Linked DNA regions of Mus musculus: region 1 is linked to region 2. A link is a contact called in public promoter capture Hi-C data. All regions are on one chromosome and are shown on one strand. Each heading gives the region's core, a stretch centred on a gene start, on an enhancer-like site or on the middle of the called end of the contact. The rest is flanking DNA. Distances are from core to core; before and after follow the strand shown.

Region 1 (3,036 bases), core at 53-2,552, 220 kb after region 2:
CCTTCACACAATATTTTGATTTTTTTCATTGTGAGTCTCATGTACATGTGCATACACTGAGTTCCTGTCTGACTTGTGAGCTAACAATTTAGGTGATAGAGAAGGCAATAAGCCATCTAGCAAAGGCATGTGGTATTGCACTCCGGTATGCAAGAAACTGTTAATGATTGATCTGCATTTTGGTGGGTGGTCTCCCTCCTTCAGCACTGAAGCACAAGACTGTTGGGAAAAGCTTCAGGCTTGAGGAGGCAGATCAGAACACGTGCACATGTGAGGGGCTCGGGCGCTGGCCGAGGTGCTGAACAGTTCCTGTTAATGAGCAGGAACCATGAAGAGGCTCTGAGCTCTCAAAGGGTCTTCTCAATTTTTCAGGTGTGGATTCCCAGATCTGAACAGCAGATGCGCAGGTCGTTCTCGGAAGACCCTTGTTAGTACCGAGATGCCCTGAAATTCATTCCCATCGAATGAAAATCCCCTTTCTCACTAGCAACCAGGAAGAAACGCTAGCCCTTATTAATTTGTCAAATGGCTCAGGCATCTCAGATGTTTGGCTTCCATCCCCAATGATCCTTACGCTGTCTAGCATTTTACAAAGAAACAACAGCAAACTAAAGCTCCGAAGGTTGGAGCTCTTGGCCGGGGGGGGGGGGGGGGATCGCAGCTTCTAAGTAGCTGATCTCTCCAAACCAAGCTTTTAAGAAGTTTACTGCTCACCCTCGACGTGCGCCAGCCTGGCAGCACAGGCTGCTTCTGCTCCTGCACTTGCCACACATTTCCCCCTGTGTGGGTCTCTGCAGCGTTCTTGTCCCTGCGCTAGTTTACTTCAGTTTGTAAAGGTGACTTTCATGCTCATCCAGCATACCCCTTAACCACACCAAGTCCTAGGGCTGGGATTTAGAACAGGGCTTTCGCACACTTGGAGAATGAACCAGCTCTGGTTTTGATCTGTGATCTCAGAGCAGATTCTGGGTTTAAAATCCGGGCGAACACCCACTGGGGTGTGTTCTAAGATTGCCAGAAGCTCTTCCCAGGTGCGCACTGTCTCCTCTGATTTGAATACAAATAGAAGCTTCCGTTTTCCCCTCTGCCTTTCTTTCTCCACCGAGGGGAACACTCGCTTTTTCTCCCGTCTCTCTGTGAAGGAAGAGCTTTGATCCCGCTGCTGAAGGCATCTTTCACTACGGTCTCCACCCTTCATTACTTTACCCAAATGACCTATCCTTCCCGGCCACCCTAGCGCCCAAGAGTGGAGAGAGGAGCCCTCACACACTCGCTTTGCAGCGCCTGCCTTCCGCAGAGCCCACGCACTCGGACGCTGTGGGGAGCACGACAGGCTGCTGGGGCGAGATCTCCAGTGCCAGGCACTGCTGGTGGCGCCGCCGATAGAGTGACAGGTAAGTGAGTGCGTGTACAGTCGAGGCTGTATTGGGAGACCGGGACTGTGTGGGGAAGATAGTGGGAAGGGGGAAGAAAAGAGAGATGTGGGAGGGAGGGGAGAGGAGGAACGGAAGGAAATAGGGAGAGACGTGCAGTGGGTCACTCTCTTCCTTTCATCGCTAATGTTCGCACCCCCATTCCACCTTCTCCTAGGCTTCTTCTCACTTCTCTCTTCCCCAAGCATCCTTCCTGCTGCTCGCGCCCATTCCTCCCCCCACGCCGCCCCCCGCCCGGCCCCCACTCTTCCGCGCCTAGGAGGACCTCCTCAGGGGACCAGATTTCCGCGCGGCTGCGACCCCAAGCCTGGCAACATGTGGAACGCGACGCCCAGCGAGGAGCCGGAGCCTAACGTCACGCTGGACCTGGACTGGGACGCTTCTCCCGGCAACGACTCACTCTCTGACGAACTGCTGCCACTGTTCCCCGCGCCGCTGCTGGCGGGCGTCACTGCCACCTGCGTGGCGCTCTTCGTGGTGGGCATCTCGGGCAACCTGCTCACCATGCTGGTGGTGTCCCGCTTCCGCGAGCTGCGCACCACCACCAACCTCTACCTATCCAGCATGGCCTTCTCCGATCTGCTCATCTTCCTGTGCATGCCGCTGGACCTCGTCCGCCTCTGGCAGTATCGGCCCTGGAACTTCGGCGACCTGCTCTGCAAACTCTTCCAGTTTGTCAGCGAGAGCTGCACCTACGCCACGGTCCTCACCATCACCGCGCTGAGCGTCGAGCGCTACTTCGCCATCTGCTTCCCGCTGCGGGCCAAGGTGGTGGTCACCAAGGGCCGTGTGAAGCTGGTCATCCTTGTCATTTGGGCCGTGGCCTTCTGCAGCGCGGGGCCCATCTTCGTGCTGGTGGGCGTGGAGCACGAGAACGGCACAGATCCCCGGGACACCAACGAGTGCCGCGCCACCGAGTTCGCTGTGCGCTCTGGGCTGCTCACCGTGATGGTATGGGTGTCGAGCGTCTTCTTCTTCCTGCCGGTCTTCTGCCTCACTGTGCTCTACAGTCTCATCGGGAGGAAGCTGTGGCGGAGGCGCGGCGACGCGGCGGTGGGCTCCTCGCTCAGGGACCAGAACCACAAACAGACAGTGAAGATGCTTGGTGAGTTCTGACACCCCGGTGGCTTTTCTTCCCCCACTGCTTGCTCTTTGCCAGAGCCCTCTATTTCTGTTTCTGGTCGTCTCCATCTCTCCCTAAGTCTCTCAAGTCTCTGTCTGTCTCTGTCCTTGGTTCTTGGTCTCACTGCTTTCGGGTTTTTTTTCCTCTGTCTGTCCCTGTATCTTCTCCACGAAAAAGCCCCTCATATTGGCAATTCCCTAAATGAGTACTGCTCTGGGAAATTTGGTCCAAGATGGAAATACCTCATTATGGTTTATTGAGTCCCCTAATTGTTAATGGTGCCTCACATAGAATATGTGGTTATCCAAGTCATATTAAGGTAAGCAGGCAGGCATTGGGTTTAGAAATTGCTCCATGGTAAATCTAACCAAAAAATTGTGTCACTCTGTTAAAGATGATTTATAGATGTGTTTTGTTTGTTTGCAATATTAGGATTTATTTTCTGCCCCTGCCCAGATAATTACATCCACTCTGTTTATT
Region 2 (3,416 bases), core at 147-2,646:
CAATGTGTGGCCTAAAATTCCAGCACCCACAAAACAGAGGGAGGAGATACATAACTAAACCCTTTCTCACTACACCCCAAAACACTGGAAATGCTTAAATACACAGATCATTTATTACCAAAACAGCTCCATAATATACAGCAAAAGAGCTACACGCTACACTAGTGATACAACCAGCATCTAGCACCCAACATCACCGCAAACTTAAGTGCACCAGGTCACTTTCTTCCTTTTCACATATTCTACAGACCTTTTAAAAATAAACACAACGGAATCGTGATCATAAAAACAATCTATCTTTGACTCGGGATGTGACTCAGCTGCAGTCAGTGTGCATGAAGTCATCCGCGGGCACCTCAGAAACCAGGTAAGGTGAAAGTACACCTGTAATCCGAGCACCCAGAAGAGGGGGTAGAGGCAGACAGAGTTCCTTGTCACCCTAGGCTCCACAATTCAAGTCTATGCTGGGGTACCTGAGATCTTGTCTCACAAACACATGGATTCTTTTAAACAAATAGTCATTTCAGCTTTTCTTTTAAATAAACCTTTTTTTTTTCCATAAACACGTCACACCAGAGTAAGGAACCCAAACTACAATAGTGTATACGTTATTGATAACAGTGCAATTAGCGATTCTCATTTACTTAGAGCTCAATATTTTAGTCACTATCTTAAATCTTTCCCTTGCCACTTTTTAACGCTTGCAGCCATCCTAAAAGACAAATGTCACTGTCATATCCAGTTTGTGGCTAAGGAAGTTGCTCACACAGCGACTCCTAGCCGGGTCTAACTGAGGGAGCTAAGTTAACCGCTAACCACACACATCTGTGGCCAGGAAGGGGCGGGGCGGCCTGTGTTTTATATTTTTAAAAATTGAAAATCGGAATTCTACAGGAATTCCAGAGGGAAACCACAAAACAATCAAGGCAGCTCGGGGCTGCGGCGGGCGGGCGGGAGGCCAAAATCCCGGTCCCAACTGCGCCCTTCACCCTGAGGCGCCGGACAGAAGCAGAATAGATAGAGAGCCCAGCCTCCCGCAAGGAAGGGCCGGGACGAGAGCAGAGGGCAGGACAGGAGGCGGATGTGGGGAAGGAGGATGGAGGGGAGCGGGACAGACAGGTACGCAGCCGTGGGAGCTCACCGCGGCGGGGGCGCCGGCCTTGGTCGCCACGGCCCGTGCTCAGTTCCGGGTTCCCGAATCCCTTCCCGTCCCCCACTCACCCCGCAGTCCTCACCACGCTCAGAGATTTTAAAAAGGAACCACGACGGCGCAGTCCTCGCTTATCCTTCTCAAACACTAAGTCTCCCCCTCACAGGCGCCGCCATGGCTCGAGAGAGGCTGCCGCCTCCGATTCAAAAAAATCCAGTCGCTCTCTCTAAGAGCCATGCTGATTGGCGCGCTCTGTCAACCTCCTTTTGATAGGCTGGAACCTCGGGCGGACTGCCGATTGGTCAATCCCAACGTCTGCCTTCGGGAGGCGCCGGCTGATTGGTTGTGAGTGTGTTTCAAATCCGGTAAACGGCTGGAGCGTGCGAACGTCGGCGGAGTGCCCGGATGTGGGCTTGAGGAGGCGTGGCTCTGCAGCGCCTCTGGATGCAGCAGGTGTTTCTGTGGTTACCGCTTGTTTACTCCGTAAACAGCCCAGTTCCTGATGAACGGTCTCTCTGCCATCACCTCCAACTTCAAGAAAAAGTACCAAGCACCGCAAACCGATCCGCTCTTACTACTAACCAGATTTTATTTTTGAAGACAAGCTTGCATCTGAGTAATTAATATAAAAAAGTGTATAAGGAGATTTTAGAATCTCCTGAAGCAAAACTGCTTCTGGGTGGGTTGCTCCCTCCCCACCCCAACTCCCAGCTTAGGAATGTTAGTGACTGTGCTTGGAAGTCTAGAAAAGAAGGGATTGTTTTACCCCTGGGATCAGTATTGCTATTTTGAAATTTGTTTCTAGATGGAATGTTCTATAATACAGTCGCCTAGGCATACACTTCTAGCTGGGTGTGGTCTCAAAGCCTGTACTAAGGAGGACAAGACCAGCCTAGGCTATAGGAGACCAGGACTCAAAACAATTATTTTTCACTTTCAAAACCTTACCAAGTGTTTGGATCGGTTGCTAGGCCCCAAATCTCATTAAGAGGTTTTTAAAGCACTTTTGAAATTTAGATTGATAAATTTTATGTGTCTTTTTGCCTATACATATTATTTTTTCCTGAACGTATGTGCATTTGTGAGTGCCTGCTGTCCTTGGACATAGGAGGAGGCCAGATCCCCAGAGACTGGAATTACAGAGAATGATGAACCACCAGGTGGGTGCTGGAAATCAAACTCACGGCCTATGTGTGAGAAACAAACGCTTTAAACCACTGAGCCAACTCACTTTAAGCCCAAAATCTACTTTAAAACCAAAAGAACTTCTTGACAGCCTAAGCAGTTCGACAAGTCTACGGTGAGTTCATAGAATGAGTAAAACAATCTATAGTTTTGTCTGTCTGGTTGGTTGGTTTTTAGGGTTTTTTGCCTACCAGTATCTATGGCCTGCCAATCACTAGAATTCCGCACTAGCCTTTGGAGTGGAAGAAAGGAAAAATCGGCCTGGACCTTGCCCAGAGAAGTGTGCTTGCAATTTAAACTGGGGTGTGTCTGGCATTCCAAGCATTCTCCTCACTAAAGTAGAAGGCAGCCGCCTCCTTTGTGCCCTGCCCGAGGAGAGCTAGCTTCCCAGTCTGTTGGGTGAGAGTGTAGGATTGCAGTGCAGGAAGGCTAGCTTAGCCTCTTACAGCGAGGGCAGCCCTTTGGTGAGAAATGAACAAGAGATACTATCTTCACCTGCAGGTTGTTATTTACTCGGCAAATCTGTATTAAGTGTAAGAAAGTATTTGCTTGGGGGAAAGCATGAATAAGGGATAGACACAGCCTGTCAGAGTTGGGGGCTGGGAGGAATGATGTAATCCCATCACCACAGAGAGGGGAGCTACAGTTCAAGGTCATTCTAGGGTGCATACCAACTTCCAGGCCAGCCCAGGCTCTGTGAGGCCCAGACATCTTTAGACATAAAAATATAAAGAAAGTCAGATATAATAGATGGGTGTAAAGAAAGCCTAATATAGAAAACACTCTATGGGAAGTGCTGTTTTTTTCTTTTTTGAGGAAATGCTGACAGGAAGCATTTTAGATAATTGTGTGAGAGATGATTGCTGCCAATCTGTACCAAGCAGGGTGCAGATCCTGGTGAAATAAGGCACAGTCCTCTATCTTTGAATCCCTACTCCGGAGTGTGTATGTGGGGGGAGTTACTTGGAGGTCAAAAGAAAAGAATCTGTTCTTTCCTTCCACTGTGGGTTTGAGGAATCTGGCTCAGGTCATCAGGTTGTATTGCAAGAGCTTTTATACACTAGGTCCTCTCACTGGTACG

The links. Capture Hi-C pulls out chosen DNA fragments and counts their contacts.
Region 1: a contact with region 2 is called in a promoter capture Hi-C map of adipose tissue. The contact joins the promoter of Ghsr here to the promoter of Ect2 in region 2. A contact is called at or near these places in 2 of 39 promoter capture datasets (embryonic stem cells and liver) and 2 of 9 other capture datasets (adipose tissue and liver).

What each region holds. Positions count from the first base shown.
Region 1 is chr3:27,370,049-27,373,084 of GRCm38.p6, forward strand. Ghsr (growth hormone secretagogue receptor) reads left to right here and starts at 1,303. Exons shown (of 3, transcript NM_177330.4): 1 at 1,303-1,394; 2 at 1,591-2,538. The coding sequence starts at 1,749.
Region 2 is chr3:27,152,482-27,155,897 of GRCm38.p6, forward strand. Ect2 (ect2 oncogene) reads right to left here and starts at 1,397. Exons shown (of 24, transcript NM_001177626.1): 1 at 1,222-1,397. It overlaps 1700125G22Rik (RIKEN cDNA 1700125G22 gene), which reads left to right and starts at 1,545. Exons shown (of 3, transcript NR_040548.1): 1 at 1,545-1,829; 2 at 2,259-2,450.